Regions from separate parts of the Mus musculus genome. Here region 2 is linked to region 1. Evidence: chromatin contacts called from public Hi-C data. All regions are on one chromosome and are shown on one strand. Each heading gives the region's core, a stretch centred on a gene start, on an enhancer-like site or on the middle of the called end of the contact. The rest is flanking DNA. Distances are from core to core; before and after follow the strand shown. Region 1 overlaps Tnpo1 (transportin 1). Region 2 overlaps Ptcd2 (pentatricopeptide repeat domain 2).

Evidence for each region. Hi-C and Micro-C count contacts between places; a contact is called where the count stands out from the background.
Region 2: a Hi-C map of muscle stem cells shows a contact between it and region 1, with 2.6 times the contacts expected there. The contact joins two enhancer-like sites. A contact is called at or near these places in 1 of 15 datasets of contacts at CTCF or cohesin (the NIH/3T3 cell line), 25 of 484 Hi-C or Micro-C datasets (the AML12 cell line, the C2C12 cell line, MC3T3-E1-derived osteoblasts and 17 more), 14 of 115 datasets of contacts at active chromatin or transcription factors (bone marrow-derived dendritic cells, cardiomyocytes, embryonic basal ganglia and 11 more) and 2 of 9 other capture datasets (embryonic stem cells and liver).

Annotation. Positions count from the first base shown.
Region 1 is chr13:98,877,610-98,882,880 of GRCm38.p6, reverse strand. It overlaps Tnpo1 (transportin 1), which reads left to right. Exons shown (of 24, transcript NM_178716.3): 5 at 4,155-4,261. Among named protein-coding and RNA genes, the nearest start is that of Gm52051, 44 kb to the left of the region's middle. Within about 2 kb of position 2,345, at least 25 of the 459 cell types and tissues checked have an H3K27ac peak or open chromatin away from gene starts, as enhancers often do. A contact at or near this core is called in muscle stem cells, where this site is marked.
Region 2 is chr13:99,317,727-99,322,997 of GRCm38.p6, reverse strand. Ptcd2 (pentatricopeptide repeat domain 2) reads left to right here. Exons shown (of 10, transcript NM_026873.2): 9 at 1,324-1,437; 10 at 2,605-3,349. The coding sequence ends at 2,829. Among named protein-coding and RNA genes, the nearest start is that of Ptcd2, 24 kb to the left of the region's middle. Within about 2 kb of position 2,312, at least 10 of the 459 cell types and tissues checked have an H3K27ac peak or open chromatin away from gene starts, as enhancers often do. A contact at or near this core is called in muscle stem cells, where this site is marked.

The DNA.
Region 1 (5,271 bases), core at 1,096-3,595:
TTGCTGGGAATTGAACTCAGGGCCTGGAAGAGCAGTCAGTGCTCTTAACCACTGAGCCATCTCTCCAGCCTCTTAGGTCTTGTTTATAGTATGTACTCTGCTATTCGGACTGTGAGAGGTCACTGACATTTTTCAGTATAGCCAACAGTTTCTAATCTAGCTTCAGATGTAAGAGCAGTGTGTTTCAAAGTGATGTCTAGAGTATGGTTAAATACTAATTGCGAGCCCAGATTGGATGTGGATAGAACAGCTAAAGCAGTGGTTGGGGTGGGAAGTGAGCGTATTCATTTAGTACATCGGATTTCTTCATAGTCTGCACATTAAGTATCCCTTGGGGCTTGGGAACGTCTGAATGTCCTGAGACAGTCGGCCTCACTAAGGAACTCACTATTTAACCCAGGCTGACAAGAAACTCAATGAGATCTCCTTGCTTCTGCTCCCCTAAGTGCTGGGCTTCAAGGCATGAGCCACTATAGCTGGCTAATAATTTCTGGTAATTTAAAAGTCTGAAATACTAATTACATAAAGCTACCTAGTTAAATAGATTGACCAGTTAAATTATTTGCTTTGTGTTGTTAATTAAAAATGAAAGGGCAGTGGTACTCCAAGACAAAAACAAAAGCTTAAGAATATGCAGATTTGGCCTGGAGAGATGGCTCAGCACTTAAGAGCACTGACTGGTTTTCCAAAGGTCCAGAGTTCAATTCCCAGCATCCACATGGTGGCTCACAGGCATCTGTAACAGAATCCAGTGCCCTCTTCTGGTGTGAGCTCACAACATTTACTGCTGTGGGTGCTGAGGCTGAGAGGTGGTCCAGTGCTCAGCCCAGATGTGACATGTCTGCCACCCTGTCTGAGCATTCAGGGAACGTCCCAGAAGGTAGGCAGGCAGAGTGAACGAGCACAGGCAGCTAGTGGGAAGGGCTTCAGGATGCTGTCCTCTGGGCATGACATGGCCATTGAGTTCTCCTGTCCTGGAAACAGCCTGTCACAGGTGGACGTGGGGTTCGTGGGGTCCTACTACCTGCTGACCTATGGCTTTTGAAACATTCTTGGAGAGGTATAGTCATTGTCTTCATTTGTGCGACCACTGGTGATCCACACTAAGCTCCAGTATACAGCTTCAAAAGATGGGCCACAGGAGGAAGAATGAGTGTGGAGAAGGGGGTGAGAAGAAAGAGAGGCAGGAAAGGGTGAGAGTAGCGAGGCTATAAAATTATCAAGGGACAAAAACCTTGAAAATTGGGTCGTTACCCCACTGTCCTGTCCTGATGCAGAGTAGAGACGGTAGAACAGTAGAAGAGTTTTGGGCAGGCACAGTCAAGTGTCTGTGGTGAAAGGACTCACAGGGGCAGTCGCCTAGAATTGTGCGAGTTTGGGGGTTTTTTGTTTGTTTCTGGGAAATAAACACAAGCATATTATAAGATGATAGTTCCCAAGAAATCTGGGATTTTTTTATTATTGTTTTTTAAATTAGTTAATCTTAGTTCACATGAGAAAAGATTTTAAAATATTAAGATGTATTTTGAGATTGAGTCTTGGTTTCTGTTCATTCTCCTGAGCTGTAGCTGCAGGCTGTGCCCGCTGTACCCAGATGTATTTTCTTCCCCTCTCTGGGTCTGGGATGTTACAAATCCTGTCAATTTATTTGGAAGCTGCTTCATTTAAATGGTTGAGTGCTAGCTAATCCATTACCTAAATGAATTGCTTATCTCATCAAATAATACATGTCTTGTTTATAATGCTACTATTCTAATTATACTAGTAGAAAAGTTTATATAAGATTAATTCATAGAACTGACCTTATTGGCCAAAATATTTTAAATTCTTAAGATGTTAAGTATTAAGTATATCACACCCAATTACAGTTCTCATATTTGTTTAGTTTGGTTTTGTGAGATAAAGTCTCAGGTGGTCCAGGTTGGCTGCACACTTGATCATCACTCCTGCTTCCATCTCTTGTGTGTTGGGAGTCACAGGCACATGGCTCTACACTCAGCTCTCATGATCACTTTTCCTTTTTGCAACTTTTCTTACTATTTTCAGGAGTAGATGGACTTAATGGAAGTTGGAGTTTGTCAATCTTTCAGCATTCTTTAATGTTTCCCAAGCAAAGGCAATGCCATTCAAGTTGTAGATTGTCTCTCTTTTGTACGTTTGGTTTTTCTCAAATTTTATTTGGTTTTGTTCTTGGTTGGTGGGTTGACTGGGAGTTTTTGAGGCAGGGTTTCTCTGTGTGGTCCTGAAAGATCTCTAGATTAGGCTGGCCTAGCACTCAGACATGTGCCTGCCTCTGTCTCCAGTGCTGGAATTCCAGCTGCCTCCTCTGAGCCTGACTTGGCTTGAGCTCGTGATCTTCTGCTTTCACTTTCCAAGTCTGGGATGGATTACAGCTTTAGGAAGCACAGAATCAATCCTGTGTTCTTTTTTATTTTAGCTTGAGGAGAGACTGACTGGTCTTGATGCCAGATTGATTCTTGCCTAAAGGCCAGTAGTAAGAGTGCTTGCTTCAGAAGGCTTTTGGTACAAGGTTTGCATTTTGTTGTCGTCATTGTTTCTACTTGATTTCCTTTTTTTTTTTTTTTTTTAAGTGAATTGTTTGTTTGTTTGAGACATGCTAAAAATAAAAGCTACTATGTAGTTCTGGCTGACCTGGACTCACTGTATAGGTCAGATAGCCTCTAGCCCACAGAGATCTGCCTGCCTCTCCTGGGATAAAAGGTGTGCTTTAGGCTCTGTGCTGTGTGAAAAGTTACACCTTTGTCATCAGTTTTGCTCATTGCTCAGGACAGTCTTGTTAGAACTAAAGGGGAGAGTTAAGGAAAGCGTTAAAGTGTCTTCACTCTGTGGCTTGCTCAGTCATAACTGGGTGTCTCTTAGATGCCAGGCATTTTTTGTGAGTATTCCTCACTTTTCAGAGTAACCCTATGAAGAAATTATTTTTCCGTTTTGCAGCTTAGATTATATATAATTTACCTACTGTCAGAGTATATACCTTCGTGTATGAAAAGATCCATAGCCACCACGTTTTATGCACTGGATACTTATTAAGTTAGAAAAGATGTGCACAGCGCAGTTTAGTCCAGTCAGGAGGTGCTTAGTTAGAAGGCGCCACCGGTGGGACTGTTGGAGCAGTTCATCATGTCTACCTAAGATAGGGTTCTGTCTTCGTTACTGCAGACACCATGAGCCAGGCAACTCTTATAAGGAAAATGTTTAATTTGGCTGGGTCCTGGTTTCAGAGGTTTCATCTGTTAGCACGGTGGCTGAAAGCAAGGCAGCGAGTAGGCAGGTGGTGCTAGAGAAGAGCTGAGAGCTAGCTCTACATCTTGATTTGCAGGCAGCAAGGAGACTGTTTCAGAGAGCATAGCTTGAGCATTTAAGATCTCAAAGTCCTGCCTTCATAGTAGTACACTTCCTCTCAGTTCCACTTCCTATGACCAAGCATTCAAACTCATGAATCTGTGGAGGCCAAACCTATTCAAACCACTACAGGGTCTTATAAAGCATGTGGACACACTGGATTGGTCTCCAGTGAGGCATACATCTGCTTATTTTTTCCCTGCTTGTAGTCTTTGATTATAATTCCTGTGCAAGTTGGAAGGGTACTCTTAGTTTTGGTTTGGTTTGGTTTGGGTTTGGTTTTTTGAGCCATGGTTCTTCTGTGTAGCCCTGGCTGTCCTGGCCCTCGCTCTTTAGACCAGGCTGGCCTCAAACTCAAAAGATCTTCCTTTCTCTGTTGGGATCAAAGGTATGTGCCAACCACCACCTGTCTTATCCTTAGTCTTTCGATGGGTCTTTTATTACAGATTCTTAAGCTTGTCATTCAGTGGTAGAGCGGCTGAAGGCATTTTGGTGTCTTTCTTTAGGTGATTTTCATGAATTTTTGTTAATTTTAATTAGTGGATGTATCGTAGGTATTATAGAAAAGCAAATTGTAGGGTTTTTGTACAGATGTTTGGTGAAGTTTTAAAAATTGGAAACGGTGTGCAATGAGATGAAAAGTGTCTGCTGTGTGCTGCCTGTGATGCACACCCCACACTGAGGCGATGGTGACTGAGGTAGCAGCCTGGGTCTCTTGGTGGGTTTGAAGTGTGTGTTATGCATGTGCCCCACACAGTGCATTATGCTCTAAATGTGTGTTGTCTTTCTAGGTATTTTAATTACAACCATAGCCTCCAAGGGAGAGCTGCAGAATTGGCCTGATCTCTTACCAAAACTCTGTAGCCTGCTGGATTCCGAAGACTACAACACTTGTGAGGTACTGCTGTTTATCTGCTCATAGCATGGGTTAACTCTGGGAAAGTGCTTCTGAAATGGACAACTTCAAAGTGCAGAGCCTAAAGCTCCCTTTGTATTTTATACTTGTTAACCTTTTACTGGTTTTCTGGGAATAATATGACAAAAATCTGTTTTCTCTAAGGAAAGATTTTGTCTTTCTAAAGTTATTCTTAAATGTTACACTCATGTGATTAACAGCTGTTTATACTACATTTAATCAATTTTTAATTGTATATGTGGAAATGTTTTGCCTTCGTGTATATGTGTGTGCCCATGTATGTGTTTGGTGCTTTCAAGATCAGAAAAGGTCATCAGATTTTCCTAAACTGGCTATGGAATGGTTTTGAATTACTGTGTAGGTCCTGGGAAGCAAACTTGTGTCCTCTGCAAGAGTGATGAGCACTCTTCCCTTCCAGCAGCTGTCTCCCCGCCCCTCCCTGATGGCTTACATACATAAAAAAAATAAGCTGAAATTTCCCAAAGCACCAGACCATAAACTGTTTTTGTTTCTCTAAATTAATGACATACAATAACAGGCTTAGGCATTTTTAATCATACAGTAATTCTGATTCTTATCTTGATTTCGTGTTTTAGTTTCTTGGGGTTTGTTTGTTTGGTGTGTGGGTTGCTTATTTCTTTCTTGCCACTGTTAAATTATATAAAACTTACGTATGCTTGGGGAAATGAAGAAAATGTTTGGATTTTTTTTTTTTTTTTTGAGACAGTATCATGGTGACCTTGAACTCTCCTGGTCCTCCTAACCTACCCCCCAAATGCTAGGATTACAAACATGAGCCACCATGCTCAGTTAGAGTTCCTTTCTTACAGATTCTTCATGCTGATGCGCACTGATGTATTTGACTTACTAGGGGACAGAATCAACCAACCTACCTTCTTCCCTCGCCCCCTTCCTCCCTTCCTCCTTTCCAAGACTGAATCTCACTATAGTTCTGGGAGGTCTAGAACTCTGACAGATACAACTAGCTTTGC
Region 2 (5,271 bases), core at 1,063-3,562, 440 kb before region 1:
ACCTCCAGCACCTTCCCGAGCCGAGCTCAGGCTAGCTCCATGGCCTGCACCTCCAGCACCTTCCCGAGCCGAGCTCAGGCTAGCTCCATGGCCTGCACTCCAGCACCTTCCCGAGCCGAGCTCAGGCTAGCTCCATGGCCTGCACCTCCAGCACCTTCCCGAGCCGAGCTCAGGCTAGCTCCATGGCCTGCACTCCAGCACCTTCCCGAGCCGAGCTCAGGCTAGCTCCATGGCCTGCACCTCCAGCACCTTCCCGAGCCGAGCTCAGACTAGCTCCATGGCCTGCACCTCCAGCACCTTCCCGAGCCGAGCTCAGGCTAGCTCCATGGCCTGCACCTCCAGCACTTGGAGTGAATGAGCTTCCCCCCTTCTGAAGCATCGGTTCTGTTACGACAGTAAAGATGCAAATATCCCAGCACACAGGCAAGACTGAAGAAGGGGGAAACAAAATGGCTAGTGTAGGGTGGAAGGGTAACACTGCCTCTCACAAGGACCCCGGCTTCAAAAGCGGTTATTCCTTTTGCTTTAATAATTTCATCAAGTCCAAGAAATTGCCAGGTTTTTATTTTAATGTACACATCAGTCATATAAAACAACATGGTTTATTTCCATGATTAATTGCTATGCATTCATTCAATATGATGTTTTTTTCCAATTATTTCTTGTGTTACACATTATTTAGTAGCTGACAAAGGAAAGATCCAATTTTACAGAAAATACATTTTGAAGATAACATCAAATTATAAACAGTGATTAACATTGGTTGATGAATTCTCAGTTATTCTCATTTTTAAAACCTTTTCTCCTGTGTCTCACATTGTCCTAGTGAGTACTGATAATTACAGGTGAAATGAGCCTTGCTTTTCCATGTGCTGTGTGTGTCGGGCTGATAGGAATTCGTTAGCAATGTCATTTTGAAAACTTGGTGCCTAGTTTTGAAGGGTCTTTAATGGGTACAGTGTAAGTAGGCTTCACTGAGACATCAGCCAGGGTTTAAAGTTGGGGTATTTATTTTGTTTTCTTGTGTGTGTGTGTGTGTGTGTGTGTGTGTGTGTGTGTGTGTGTTTTCTTTTGTGGAATTCAGGAATCAAACTCAAGACTGGTGTATGAAGCACCTCTGATATGAGCTTCCTCTCTAGTCCCACTATGGCGATGTCATTATCTATATTAAAGTACATTTTGGCTGATGAGTGTACATGCAAAGCACTTAAAAAACATGTATATGCTAACGAATTAGGGAATAGTATTTAAAAGGGGTGCCTGTCAGCTCAGGCGTACCTCAGCATTGAAATGCCAGCTCAGTCTTCTCTGGTTTTTATTCAGATCTTGATCCACATCCAGTCAAATATGTTGGAAAGCCTGTTAAAGATCTTAGAGGACTCTCTTGACACAAATTTATCGAAATTTGTAAGAAGACACACATTCTCAGAGGAAGTGGTAAGTGTGCCAACGCTGCAGGTGACACCGAGTGCAAGCTCACGTGCTCACCTGGTGTTCCGGTCCCGAGACCACCTGTGCAGCAAGAGGCCAGACACAGCAGTCTCTCTTGCGTGGCTTTTGGACTTCTCAGGTCCCTCCCATGTTGCTCTCTCCCTGTACTATTCTATAGGTCCCTTCCCTCCTCTGAATAATGACTTCACACCTTTTCAGTTTTCTCTCAAGTATCCATACCTTTCCCTTGCTCCTCGCTCTCAGGTAACCCTTGCTTCCTTTGGTGGGAGGAAATAGAAGCAAACTGAAGAAAGCGACTAGCACACTATCAGCCATTCAGATTTTGAGCTGACCCATTTTTGCAGGGTTAGTGATGGACCTGAGGCTGCTGTTGAGAGCTCTGGTCCATATAATAGACCTGTCAGTGGCCTCCTTGGCATGTCCACCCCAATGTTTCACCTCCAGAATAGAATTATGGATCGTTCATCCAATTTTGGATCTCCCTCTCCTCCCCATAACACTCCCTCTCAGTGTCCATCGTCACGTTGCTAAGACCCAAGTTAGGAGGGTGACATTGATCCCCTTCCTTCAGCTCCTTAGAGGGAGTCCTTCACTGTCACCCCACAGTGTGCCCCATGTGCAGTCACCTCCGCATCTCCTGTGCTTCTCCCAGTCCCAGTCACCGTTTGTTCTCTGGGCTTATTCTCTGTGCAGCTTGTGAAGTCTCCATCAGACAGTCACCCTCGCCATCCCTGTGGCTTTTAGGTGAATCCCAAGCACCATTCTGTGCACTGCGTGAAGCCCTGTATAACCTACCCCACTCACTGCCCTTGCTCTCTGTGTAACCTGTCCCACCTATTGCCCTTACTCCCTGTATAACCTGCCCCACCCACCGCCCTTACTCCCTGTATAACCTGCCCCACCCACCGCCCTTACTGTATTTTATGGATGCTGTTGGCCTCTGACCTCCCCGCTTATGTCTCATTGTAAAACGTGTGCTGTTTTGAGTTGCCTCTCGAAGGTAAAATGATATGGCTCTCTCTCATAGTCAGTCTCATGCCTATGTGCCCTGGTGTTTATCCTTATATATATGCTGTACATTTCTACATGTCTGTTTCTGCTTCTAAGAGGATAGGAAGACCTCACTGTGATGTAATGATTACTCTTTTCCAGCTGGCCAAAGTGAGGGAAAAACTGAAGGACAGCCCTGCACTCATAGCCAGATTCGATGAGGTCTATGGGAAGCTGCACGTGAACGGTCAAATCACCGTTCATTCTTTGGATGCTCTGCTCTGCCACGTCCCCCGGGACAAGAGATCCAACTTGTTGCTGTTAAAGAAGAGGGCAGTCAGCCACCGGACCTTACAGCCTCTCAGCCGGTCCCTGCTGACCGAGTAACTGCTTTCCATTTCCCTGGTCTGGAGCAGCTGCTGCTACAGTGGATTACTGGCTGCTCCGGGCCGGGCATCTTACTTACTTCAGTGGCCCTGTGCTGACGCTTGGTCTCCCTAAGTCCTAAGTCCCCCGAGTGGTGACATGCTACCAGAGAAATGGGAAGAGCTAGCTCGAGCCAAGGGAGCCCCACAGAAAGGCAGCTGCCCTCGTTTCACAGGCTCCAGAGTAAGACTCAGAGCTGCTAATGCAGCCCAGTAGAGTGGAGCTCAGGAGGTACCCACAGACGGGATTTCTCTTGGTCTTGACTGACCTTTCACGGCAGAGGTGACTCGCAAGTTGGTGGGGAGACCTGAAACCCTCATCTCCCATCTTTGGAAGTGGCGGAGGCCTTCCTCGTCTCCGCCATCGTTATTCCATCTGTGAGGCGATGCTGCCTGGGTGTGCTTGGATGACTTCACATTTCCATTCAAGGTTCAGTAGAGTTCAGCTTTCTCCAGAATAAGAAATAAAAGGTTCCTGTGCAGACTCGGGTTGTGTTTCTTTTCTTAGCGTGTAAACAAAACTAAAATTTAGCCTTCAGAACTGGTAAGTATGCTAAGTTTAAAATGATTATTGCCATTGTCACTGGCAAGCCAAAAATGCCAATTAAAAACCCACGGAAGGCTCAGTTTTCTATTTACCCTCATAAATAGTTGGACCTGTGTATCACCGTGTCTGCTGTGCCTGTCTCCTTTGCGTGCTCTGTTGTTGTTACTTTATTAGCAGTTACTGTAAAACTGTCTTGACAGCACGGCCAGTTTCTGTGACCATTTGAGACACCGCATTGGATGGATTGTGCGTATGTGATCATCTACAGAAGGCACCTGGAACCATCTTACATGTTCTTGTTTCCGGGGGGCCCAGACAGGTGTTGAACCCAACATCAGAGGCCACGTGTGCTGCACACTTGGACTTGAGGCCAAATCCAGAATACAGTCTGTTCACTTCATTGTTTTTCTCAGACCAAAACTGTCCATAGAATCAGAAATTTTAGAATTAGAGAAACCTTCTGTGTCTTAACTCATTCATCTTTCAGGTTGAGGAAATGACTTAAGCTAGCAGAACTAATTTAGGATAGGACACTAGATTCCAGTTCTGGTATCTTTACTACTGTGAAATATTATTACATATATACTTATATTTTATAAAGTAGTTTAATATATAAATATATTTGTATATAGTGCATATAAACAGTATATATAATATTTATAAATTATTACTTATTTATATAATATAAAGGTAGATAGAGAGATACCTCTTCTGCGGCTAAAACAGTTCCTAAGATATTTCCAGAATCCTAAGGACTCCTGAGGTTTTCCAGGTGGCTGCAGGTTCTCAGTTTGCTCATTGGTAAGTGGGTCTGATAGTCAGTGCACAGGCTAACAGTGAGTGTGAGTTCACAGTGAATGTGAGGCAGGCAGTATGCCTGGTGCTGTGCCCGTGCTGTGAAACCTTAACTTTGTGGCTACCTAGCTGCTGGCACTTAAAGTACTCCCAGCTAGCTGAGGAATCACAGGGATACATGAGGCCTTCTTCCTGCTCTCATCATGCACAGGAGCCCATCTCACAGTTATCAGAAAGAGTTTGCCTGTGTTCTGTAAAGCGTTAGACAGCCTCATTAAAAAAAAAAAAAAACAAAGCAACAACAAAAAATTCTTCTTAGAAAATAATGGCTTCTGTGTGTGCCTGGTGTTTTGTAAACAACAGCAAAAGTTGATTCCTGTACCTGCAAAGCCTTAGAGAATAGACCATGCTTCCCCAACTTACCTTGTGTAAATGGCTGTAATGCGTTAGATAATTGTGGTGCTCTTTGTTAGGCCACAACCACTCATTAACAAAAACAAAAATGGAAAAAGCACAAACAACTTCATGAATAATAAATACCAACCTTCCTGCCCCCTGCTTCCCCGAGAGGGAGACTGCTGGCCTCTGCTGATGGAGACCAGCCGTCATACCTGTTTTAAAGCCTCAGTAGCAAGATAACTAATGCACACTGTTAGAGGTGAGCACTTAAAATGTATTAGTTACTATTTCTTTTAAATTTTATGTATATTGGTGTTTTGCCTGCATGTGTGAGGGAGTCAGATCCTCTGAAACAGGAGTTATAGACAATTGTGAGCTGCCATGTGGGTGCTAGGAATTCAACCTGGGTCCTCTAGAAGAAAAGCCAGTGTTCGTAACCACTGAGACATCTCTCCAGTTCCCCATAATTACTTTTAAAAAAACAAAAAAACAGAATGCACTGGTTCTCCACTTGTGGGGTATGGGTTACAGTGTGCCCCCTTTGGGGACAAATGGCCCTTTCACAGGGTTGCATATCAGATATTTACATTATGATTCATAACAAGCAAAATTGTGGTTATGATACCGCAAGGAAAATAATTTTATAGTTGGGGGTCACCACGA